Linked DNA regions of Rattus norvegicus: region 1 is linked to region 2. A link is a contact called in public Hi-C data. All regions are on one chromosome and are shown on one strand. The core of a region is the stretch at or near the end of the contact, and the rest is flanking DNA. Distances in the headings are between cores, read along the strand shown.

Evidence for each region. A called contact is a pair of places that touch in the nucleus more often than the background predicts.
Region 1: a contact with region 2 is called in a Hi-C map of liver, with 3 times the contacts expected there. The contact joins the enhancer-like site here to the promoter of Ccdc9 in region 2. A contact is called at or near these places in 12 of 12 Hi-C or Micro-C datasets (the A7r5 cell line, the Rat2 cell line, Schwann cells and 7 more) and 1 of 1 datasets of contacts at active chromatin or transcription factors (oligodendrocytes).

What each region holds. Positions count from the first base shown.
Region 1 is chr1:86,150,261-86,155,998 of GRCr8, reverse strand. It overlaps Bbc3 (Bcl-2 binding component 3), which reads right to left. Exons shown (of 4, transcript NM_173837.2): 4 at 5,333-5,738. Among named protein-coding and RNA genes, the nearest start is that of Bbc3, 10 kb to the right of the region's middle. Within about 2 kb of position 1,643, at least 6 of the 93 cell types and tissues checked have an H3K27ac peak or open chromatin away from gene starts, as enhancers often do. A contact at or near this core is called in hepatocytes, kidney and liver, where this site is marked.
Region 2 is chr1:86,116,176-86,121,339 of GRCr8, reverse strand. Ccdc9 (coiled-coil domain containing 9) reads left to right here and starts at 1,554. Exons shown (of 14, transcript NM_001401581.1): 1 at 1,554-1,634; 2 at 3,562-3,613; 3 at 3,742-3,846. The coding sequence starts at 3,611.

The sequences.
Region 1 (5,738 bases), core at 394-2,893, 35 kb before region 2:
GATGCAAGGGGGAAATGTTCTACTCCCAGTGTTTGGGTCTGTGAAAAGAAGGAAATGTGGAGGCGGGAGAGTCAGCTTGGTGGTTCTGAGTACCACCTCACTGAGGACTTGGTTCAGGTCCCCCAGTACCCACGCAGTGGCTCACAACCAGTCGTAACTCAAAGGGATCTTTCCGATACCCTCCTCTATCCTCTACAGAGCCCACGCATACATATGGTATACACACATATGTGGGCAATCACATACATACAGAATAAAAACAAATCCTTAACCAAGGAAAAGTAGACCAGGCAGGGGCAGAGACAGGCAGATCTCCACTAAATAGCAAGTTGAATGTAAGCCCAGGGTACACAAACTTAAAAACTATAGTCACACGAACAGGTTCCTGGCATACCTGGAATCAGCAACACATGGTATAAAAAAACCAAATGAATATTCTAGGGCTGGAAAATCTCGATAGACCTAAAATAATAGAGGTGAGAGTCATCGAGTTGAAAACACAGAATACAGCCCCCAGAAGGTATGAAAAGGTTGAGCAGGATGATTCCACTGGTACAGGAGCGTACAGCCAAGCTTGATGACTAGAGTTTGCTCCCTAGGACCCACGTGATAGAATACAAAACCTGAATCCCACAAGTTGTTCTCTGGCACACACACACACACACACACACAAAGACATACATATACACACATACAAGCACAAAGACATACATACACATACATATATACACACATAAACATGTGCAGACACACATGAACATACAGATAGACACATGCATACATGCACACAGACATGCACATATACACACAAATTATATACATGAATCATGCATACACACTAACAGTATGCACAAGACTTCATAACATCTTGTGAGCAACTGTCTAGAGGTCTGAACTATGTTACACAAGGCCTCATGCTATATAGCCAGGACTTTACTGCCTGAGCCATCTTTCCTACCCACAAAATATTCAAATTGTAGAACCAACCAAGAGGTAAATGTGTTGGCTCAAACCTGTGAACCTAGTACTCAGACTGAGGCAGAAAATGGAGGACTGAGGGTGATGGAGCACACTTAATTCCAGCACTCAGAAGGCAGAGGCAGGTGAATCTCTAAATCCATGGCCAGCCTGGTCTACAGAATGAGTTCAGGGCTGTATCAAGAAAGCTTGTCTCTGGGGCTGGAGAGATGGCTCAGTGGTTAAGAGCACTGACTGCTCTTCCAGAGGTCCTGAGTTCAAATCCCAGCAACCACATGGTGGCTCACAACCATCTGTAATGGGATCTGAAGCTATGTTCTGGTGTGTCTGAAGACAGCTACAGTGTACTCACATGCATAAAGTAAACCTTTTTTTAAAAAAAAAGGAAGAAAGGAAGGGAAAGGAAAGAAGAGAAAATGAATGTGGAAGACTGGAGGTTAGTGTGGACATAATGAGTCAGAGGCCGGTCTAGGCTCCAGAGGGAAATCCTGTCCCAAATTGGTGTGTGTGTGCATGAGTGTACAGGTGTGTGTGCACACATGCTCCTATGTGTGTAGTGTGCACGTGCATGTGCTGCTAGAGGTGTGAGCGAGCCTGTGAGCAAGCCAGACACCCAATCAAACGTCCAGGGCTGCCCCAGCCACTGGGATGGACTTTACCCTCCAAAGGCGAGCTGAGAGGCTGGCATGAGGCGGGCGTGCTTGACGCCCTGGATCAGTTGCCAATACTAGGAGGTGAAGCAGGAAGCTGGGAGTTCAACGACAAGAGAAACTTGTCTCGAAAGAAAAGGAGGGCACGAGTCTGCAGAACTACTTAAGATGCTGAAGGGAGAGTTGGGGTGGAGCTTAGTGACTTAGCACTTGCCTCGGGTTCTAGCCCCAGCCCCATAAAACATAAATAGGACAATAGGACGGGGAGTTGGCCCCATGGGGAAAACTCAAGCCTGAGTTTGAATCCTTGGATCCCACGTGAAAGGCTGGGTGTGGCTGCTTGTGCCTGTAACCCTAGCATTGAGGGTTGAAGCCAAGGGCAGATCCCCAGAGCTCCATGGTGGGGGTGGGGAGGGGTAGCCTGGTGGAAATCCGGTCTCAAAGCAGGAAGGTAGTCCTCAAGAGAGCCTGCATACCTGCACAGTCACCCATGCACGAAGCAAAACGTAAATGAGCAGTGGAAGACAGAAAAAAAAAAAAGATTTTGCCATCGATCACACCAGCTCTAGCTAAAACTACTTATATTTTCTATTTAAAAAAAAATTAGGAATAAGCTATAAGCCAGGCTGCAGTGGTTCACATCTTTAACCCCAGCACTCGGGAGGCAGAGGCAGGTGAACCTTTGTGAGTTCAAGGCCAGCCTGGTCTACGGAGTGCTGCAAGACAGCCAGGGCTACACAGAGAAACCCTGTCTTAACAAAACAAAACAAAACAAAACAAAAAAGGAAAAAAAGAAAAAGAAAATATCCTTTGAGACAGTGCAGTAGGCCATGTGAGACAAAGGGATTTGATGCCAGTAGAAGATACAGTGAGGCTGAGGAGAGAGGGAATGGGATGAAGGCGGACTGTGAAGTTATGGTGGCCATTGTTTGGAAACAGCATCTCACTGTGTATAGCCCAGCCTGGCCTCAGCTTTTCTGGTGGTCTCCTGGCTGAGAAATGATTCTCTCTGAGACACTGTGTGATAATTAGCAGTGAGTCTCATCTTGACAGGAGGGTCCTCACAGTCTCTCGGAGACAAACTTCTGAGTCTCTAGATCGAGTTCATTGAGGGAGAAGACTAACCTGTTGTAAGTTTGGGCAGCACCATTCCATGGGCCAGGATTCCAGACAAAAAAGGGAGAAAGAGCATGAACAAGAGTGATCCCCTGTCTCTGCTTCCCGAGTGTGGGTATAATGTGACCAACTGCTTCAGGTTCCTGCCGCCAGGTTTTACTGCCCTGGTGGACGGTCCCCTCCAACCATGAGCCAGAATATGCCTTCCACCTTCAAATTGCTTCTCCTTTTATCTTTCTTTCTTTCTTTTCCTTTCTTTAAAAAAAAAGTTGTATTTATTTATTCTATATAAGTACACTGTAGCTGTCTTCAGACACACCAGAAGAGGGGAAGAGGGCATCAGATCCCATTACAGATGGTTGTGAGCCACCATGTGGTTGCTGGGAATTGAACTCAGGACCTCTGGAAGAGCAGTCAGTGCTCTTAACCGCTGAGCCATCTCTCCAGCCCACAAAAATGAATCTTAAAAAAAAAAAAGGAGGAGAGGGGGGCTGGGGATTTAGCTCAGTGGTAGAGCGCTTACCTAGGAAGCGCAAGGCCCTGGGTTCGGTACCCAGCTCCGAAAAAAAGAACCAAAAAAAAAAAAAAAGGAGGAGAGGGCTGAAGAGGTAGCTCAGTGATTAAGAGCACTGACTGCTCTTCCAGAGGCCCATACAATACTTATGAAAAATTAATCAGTTAAATCGTATTAAAGATATTAAAAATATTTAAAAGAAAATGAAAACAATAGTTTTAAAGTCACAGTATTTCTGTGGAGGTCCGAGGACAATTCATGGAGAATAGTTCTCTCCTCCTATAATACGGGTCTGGACGCTGGACTCAGGTTCTCCTGTCTGACGGCAATCTGTTCATCCATCTCACCAGCCCTCAACTTAGGACATTTTCAGACTGGCTGTACCATCCAGAAACAAGGAAGCCAACTGTATTGTCCCCTTATATGACTAGATCAGACTCGGCACTCCCCCTTCCCAAAGTTTCTCTATGTAGCCAAGGCTGCCCTGGAACTTGCTCTGTAGACCAGGCTGGCCTCCAACTCACAGAGATCCTCCTGCCTCTGCCTTCCAAGTGCTGGGATTAAAGGTGTGTGCCACCACATCACGCCCCAGACGTGGCACTTTTGTGAGCCACTGTGTGCACAGTGCCCTTGGACTCTTGAAACACATACACTTCCTTCTAGTGGAGATGCTCAGGAAGGCAGAAGATGTGGCTCCCTCAGATTCCCCTCCCATAAGCCCACAGCCCTCTGTTTCCCCTGAATTGCCTTTACTGTCATCGGCCACCAGGAAGGGATACATCACATAGAAGAGGGTTCATTTGGCCAATTCTCAGTAAGTTTATTAGGGAAAAGTCTCTCAAAAATAATGCCAGGTGGGCTGTGCTCGGCATTGAGAGCTGGTAGTGTGCTTTGCCTTAGGACAGACAATGCTTCAAGGGACGCCTCGTTTTGACCTTAGCTCAAGGTGCTCTTCCAGCCACAGAGGCAACCTGAGGCTGATCATAGGGCCAAGCTAGTTCCCAAGTCATCCAGGACAGAGCTCACGGTCTGTAACTCAAGCTCTTGAATTATAAGCTATTCATTCATTCATACAGTAAATCTCGGGCTACATTACACTGTTCATACCTGATGGACTAAATACACATGAAGGATTAGATCCTCTGCTTGCTCTCTTAAGGCTACAGCAGTGGCTGCCAGCTCTGTGTAGCTACAACTTGTCTGCCTCTCTCAACCTGCCCTTTTTCTCTCTCTTGGTATAAGTAATTGAACCCAGGGCATTGTGCTGTTGAGCCACACCTCCAGATCCTGCTAGGCAGAGGCTCACCGAGCAATATTCCCAGTCTTCCTACTACTTTTTTTGAATTATTACTTTTTTTTTTTTTTTTTTTTTTTTTTTTGGAGCTGGAGACTGAACCCAGGGCCTTGCGCTTGCTAGGCAAGTGCTCTACCACGGAGCTAAATCCCCAACCCCAATTATTTATTTTTAAAAATTAATTAATTAATTGTATATGAGGGCTGTATCTGCATGAATGTCTGCAAGCCAGAAGAGGGCATCAGATCCCCAAGTGGTTGTGAGAAGCCATGTGGGTGCTGGGAATTGAACTCAGGACCTCTGGAAGATCTGCCAGTGCTCTTAACCATTGCGCCATCTCTCCAGCCCATTTATTTATTCTATGTGCATATTTGTGTGGGGGGGTTGTTTTGTTTTGTTTTGTCAGCATGTAATGGGTGCTATGCACATGCCTGGTACCCACAGAGGTCAGGAAAAGCTATCAGATCTCCTGGAACTTGAGTTATAGATGGTGAGCTGCCATGTGGGTGCTGGGAACTGAATGCAGATCCTCTTGAAGAACAGCCCATGTTAACTGCTAAGCCATCTCTCCAGCCGTCCCCTCACCGTTACTTTAGACTGGGTCTCACTTAGCTGCTCAGGCCATCTAAGTAGCTATGACAGGCCTGTGCTACTAGACCAGCCTCTAGCTTGCCTTTTTGTATGACAGCCCCTTAAGAGTCCAAGAGTCCCAGCTTCTTTCACATCCTCACAGGTAGTGCCAGAAACCCTGCCACTGGCAGGGCTAACAAAAAGAGTGTCCACTGTTCAATCTGATTTTATTGAAAAGGAAACATACAAAAATCATGTACAAAAAAAATTAACCAAACATGTACAGAAAATTCATTCCAGTATATCTACAGCAGTGCATGTACAGTATTTTACAGGCTGGGCCGTCCCTCCCCGCTCCCAGACTCCTCCCTCTTCTGAGACTTCCCCCCTCCCTGACTCCCCATCTTCCTCCCCAGCGCTTTGCCCTGGGGACTAAGGCTGGGGTGGCTTCCGCCAATATCTCCCACCCCCCAAATGAATGCCAGTGGTCACACGTGCTCTCTCTAAACCTATGCAATGGGATGGATGGGGACTGGGGGAGTGGTCCCGGCCAGAGCACAGGATTCACAGTCTGGACCCCTCCTGGACACCCCCAGATGAAGGTGAGGCAGGCATT
Region 2 (5,164 bases), core at 305-2,804:
CTTGCTTCGTCTACACCACACACACACACACAGAGGTAGAACTATCCCTGTTGAATTTCAGTGAGATGGGTTGGACAAATTGTGGCCATTTGTCAGATGGGCTATCTCACAGCAGCTTAAGGTGGTCAATTTTTGTGGGAAGAAATGCTCAGACCTATAATCCTACCTTCATACTGAAGAGGCTGAAGCAGGAGGATCAGGAGTTTGGGGACAACTGAGATATTGTCTTAGTCAACATTTTAGTGCTGAGATGAAACATCATGACCAAAAAGCAAGTTGGGAGGAAAGGGTTTATTTGATTTCTGTTTTCATATCACAATCTATCATTGGAGGAAGTCAGGATAGGAACTCAATCAGGGCAGGAACCTGGAGGCAGGAGCTGACGCAGAGGCCATGAAAGGGTGGTGCTTACTGATTTCTTCCCCACAGCCATCTCTGCCTGCTTTCTTATAGAACCCAGGACTATCAGTCCGGAGATGGCACCACCCACAATGGGCTAGGTCCTCCCCCATCAATCAGTAATTGAGAAAATGCTACAGCTGGATCTCGTGGAGGCATTTTCTTAACAGATGCTTTGTCTTCTCTGATGACTCTAACTTGTGTTAGGTTGACAACAAACTGAGCCAGTACAGATATTTAAAAAAAAGAATAATTCAAGTGCCAGTACGTTGCTCAACAGGTAAAAGAGGGTGTGCATCTCAAAGTCCAGGGTTCAAACAGAGGTCATCATAATTGGCCAAGTGCCTTTACTTTCTCAGCCACGTCACCCTGCTTTTATTTCTCCTTTGAGAGAGGATCTATGTAGCCCTGGTTGTCTGTCTGTCTGTCTATCTATCTATCTATCTATCTATCTATCTATCTATCTATCTATCTATCATCTATCCTGCTGTTTTTGACCCCGAGGTAATCTTTCTGTCTCAGTCTCCCAAGTGCTGAAATTAGAGGCATCTACCAGGACTTTATATAGTTGATATAAAGCTGGGACTGCCCAGCTTTATATAGTTGATTTTAAAAAATTATATATATGTATATATATAAGATTTATTTATCTATTATATATAAGTACACTGTAATTGTCTTCAGACACACCAGAAGAAGGCATCAGATCTTATTACAGATGATTGTGAGCCACTATGTGGTTGCTGGAATTTGAACTCAGGACCTCTGGAAGAGCAGTGCTCTTAACCACTGAGCCATCTCTCCAGCCCCAAAACTTTATATTTTTATGAATTGGTTAGTTTCTATAACTAAGGTTTCATTAGCAAGAAGAGGTAATGAAACCAATTTAGGTTTTCAGGGGTCCCTGTATAATGTCTAATTTTTACCTAGTAAAATCGGGAACCAGTGGCTCCGGGTGATAAAAGTCTAAACCAAAAAAGGAACCCAGAGATTTAGTGCTACATGTCCATCCCCTGAGACCAGACAGAACAAACACGCTTCTGCCACCTTCTGCAGAGCCTGAGGGGGTGCGGACCCTTTAAGGCACCCGGAAATGGGATGTCAAGACCGGAAGTGCCCCACTTATTTCCTCTCTTCACGTGGTGTGGCCCGGAAGTGACGCGTGAGGCCCGGGAGCTGCGGACGCGAAGGCGGACGGAGCCGGAGTCGCAGACACCGCGGGGTCTCCGGGACAGGTGACCGGGGGAGGGGGCCGGGTGCGCGCCCGGAGAGGGCGGGGCCTGTTCGCCCACGTGAGGGAGCGTGAACGCGCGCGGATAGAGACGAGCTGCCGGCGGGGGCGGGGTCAGGGTACTCTGCGGGGGGCGGGGACGCGACGCCCACATGGGTCGCTTGAGGGGTGCTGAGGTTGGGCCGTGAACGTGTGGGCAGGGCCAGACGAGCGGGTGCGGGCGGGCCCCAAGCCTGGGTGGTTGACTTAGCGGGGCGGGCCTTGCAAAGCTGTGTCTGGGCTGGGGGTGGGGCCAGAGTTTTGCCTAGAGGATTAGGGGGCAGGCTCGGGACGTTGGGCGGAGACGCTGGGGGCGGGACCAAATAGTGTAGGGTGGGGGTAAGAGGCGGAGTCTGGGCGTTGGCACGATAAAAACTTGGGGCGGGGCTAAAGTGTTGGGCGTGTAAGGGGTGGGGTTTGGGCGGTAGGCGGGCGAATTGGGGGAGTGGTCAAAACGGCGCGGGGCGGGGTAAAGGTCGGTGGGCGGAGTGAACTGAGGGCGGGGCTAGAGTATTGCTTGGGGCCTTACAAGTTCGTCTTGGCGGTAGGGGGTGCTACGGGGGCGTGGTTATGAGGGCCAGGGGCGGAGCTAAGAGATTGGCCTGCTCGGGGCGGGGCCAAAGCTTCGAGGGGAGTGGGGAAAGAGGCAGGGCTTTAAGTGAAGAGGTGAGGATTGAACTGAGGCGTTAGGCTAGTTTGGCCAAGATGCTGGGGGTGTAGCCAGAATATTGTTCTCAGTGTTTTGGGCAATGATTATTTCACTATGACGTGGTTTTAGTGTTTAATGGGGCTAGAGTTTGGGGCAGAGATCCCTTGGGCGAGGCAGGAAAGTTTCTTGGTTCTGGTGGTGGGTCCTGATGATTGCCCAGAAGCTAGTGGAGGGTCCAGGGGCTGGCTGAGACTGGATGGAAGTGGAGCTAAGATTTCAGGGATTTCGCGAGTGGGGCTAGGGTGCTGGTGGAGAATGGCAAATGGCGGGAATGGAGCTAGAAAGTTTTTACTGACCTGGGAGTGCAGCAGAACACAGGCAAGGAAGTAGGGAACTCAGAGGCAGGGGCGGGGCCAGAATCTGGCCGGAAAGGAGGGGCCTGAAGTTTCACCCTAGTTAGGGGTGGGACCACGGAGGTTTTTGGAGGTCGGGTGTGGTTGCAGCTGGCAGTTTTCTCTTGTAAGCCTCTGTAGAAGTTCTGTCTTCTGCCTTGAGTATCACTATGAAGGTCAAGTCCGTTCCAGGAAGGCCCCTGCAGTGGATCCTGGGCCTGCTTGCTGAATCTTTTCCGCCTTGGTAGGATGAGTGCCTTTTCAGCTGGTGGGGCTGGGCTTAGGGGAGCTACAGACTAAAGTTGTCTCAGAGTTAGAACTGTTTTTCATTCTGCTTTATTTATTTTGTGCATGGATGTGTAATCACACGGAGGTCAGAGGACAACTGGTGGAAGTCAGTTCTCTTCTACTTCGTGGGTTCTGGGGAATGAACTCAGGTTTTTAGGGTTGGCACCAAGCCCCTTTACTCCAGGAGCTATTCCTCTGGCCCTCTAGACATTACTTGTGCGGGTTGGAAGGAAAGGTTGTAGCTGACCTGAGATCCAGATCCTGGCTAAAATTATTATAGGAAATGAGTCTGGACTGACATCTTGGGAGGAATGAGTATTAGTTACAGGGGTGGGGTCAGAATTTTCCCAAGGTGGGTCTGACTAATTGCATGGGTGGATCTAAAATTGAAGGGCAGGGTTTGTATTTCTTTAGGAGAGAGGCGAGGCCAGTACTTGAGAATTCCCTTGCTGAAGTGCAAGTGCATTTTTCTGTAAGTCTGTGTTTTTGGAACCCTCAAAAAGGAGAGGAGATACCTTTTCAGAATACTGTTGATCTTAACAAACTGTTCTCTCTGCCTTCAGGAGCTCCCAGTGCTACATGTGTTTTCTGTGAGGAAGATCACAGCCAAAGATGGTGAGCTGGGGTGGGGCAGGGAGGGGAGGGGAGGTAGGCTACAGAGACCAGAGCCTCAAATACTGGGTAAAATGCCTGTGTGGTAGGAAGATTTTTCTTTCCGCCTTTTAACTGCATCCTCACCACAGGCTACTACACTAGATTTGAAATCAAAGGAGGAAAAGGACGCGGAGTTGGACAAGAGGATTGAGGCTCTTCGCCGGAAGAATGAGGCCCTCATCCGGCGCTACCAGGTGCCCTAGCCCTGCCCTGGAGACCCCATCCCCTCTCCTCCCCGCAGTGAGTCTTCCCCACCTCTCCCTTCAAGCTTTTTCATGTTTCCCCTTCACTCACAGGTTGCAAGCCAAAGGCCGTAGTCTGGCCTCCCTTCTTCCATCCTATCATTCATTCATTCATTCATTCATTCGTGAATTCATACGCTGCTCACTGACGTCTTCAGAGTCCTTGTTCCATGCTGAATGGTCCTGGGGACATAGTTACCCTCTGTGATGACCCAGAGTAGACAAGGCTGGGATTGGGGAGTTAACAGGTCTGTGGGAGTCCAGACCTCTCCCTCTAGCCTGAAGACATTAGGGTTTCCTGATAGAGGGGATTCTGAGAACTGAGGGAGGCTTGATATTAGAAAGGAATTGGAAAGGAAATGGATTACGTTTCACATGGGGACCAGTTTGGGCAAATGTCTGGATGCAAGAGAAGGCTTAGAAAATCAGCTGGTGGGGGCTGGAGAGATGGCTCAGTGGTTAAGAGCACTGACTGCTCTTCCTGAGGTCCTGAGTTCAAATCCCAGCAACCACATGGTGGCTCACAACCATCTGTAATAAGATCTGATGCCCTCTTCTGGTGTGTCTGAAGACAGCTACAGTGTACTCATATACAATAAAATAAAATCTTTAAAAAAAAAAAAAAAAAAAAAAGAAAATCAGCTGGTGGAGAATTGATCTAGGGAGGTCATCAGGGGACAGCCATGTAGGTTGGAGAATTCCTAAGGGCACTAGGGAGCCACGGAGGCTTTGCATGGGAGTGAGACCTGGTGAGAATAGCTCTGTATAGGGAATCTCAATTTTTCTGTGTAGTGGTGGATGGTAGGGTGTCATTCGGGAGTCCAGATAGAAAGCTGGGGCAGGGGCCCTAGTGGGAAAGGATAGGCATGGCTCAGTGACCAAGGGCAGTTGGGGCTAGAATGGTAAGAGGAGGGAGGGTCCAGAGCAGCACCCCAGAGACATAGGGGGGCTGTCTCTATGAGGGGATCTGGGAGAAGGGAGGTCCTCATTGACTCATTTTCATGCATTCATTCATAAAAACAAAACAAAATGCTAAAACCTGGGTTTGATTGTATGCCAGGCAGCACTGGAGGCTGGGAGGAGGGGTGCATTCGAGAACAGTCCCAAAAGGTATCCTCACGCTTTACCAAGCAGGGGATGAGAACAGAGAAAGGCAGGTTGGTGGTGAGGCAGTTGAAACCTGAGTAGTTACAGGCTCACTCAGTCTAGCAGAGCAGCTAGTGCAAAAGCTCTGGGGAATAGCAAGATGGCCAGTGCAAAGGAGCGGGAG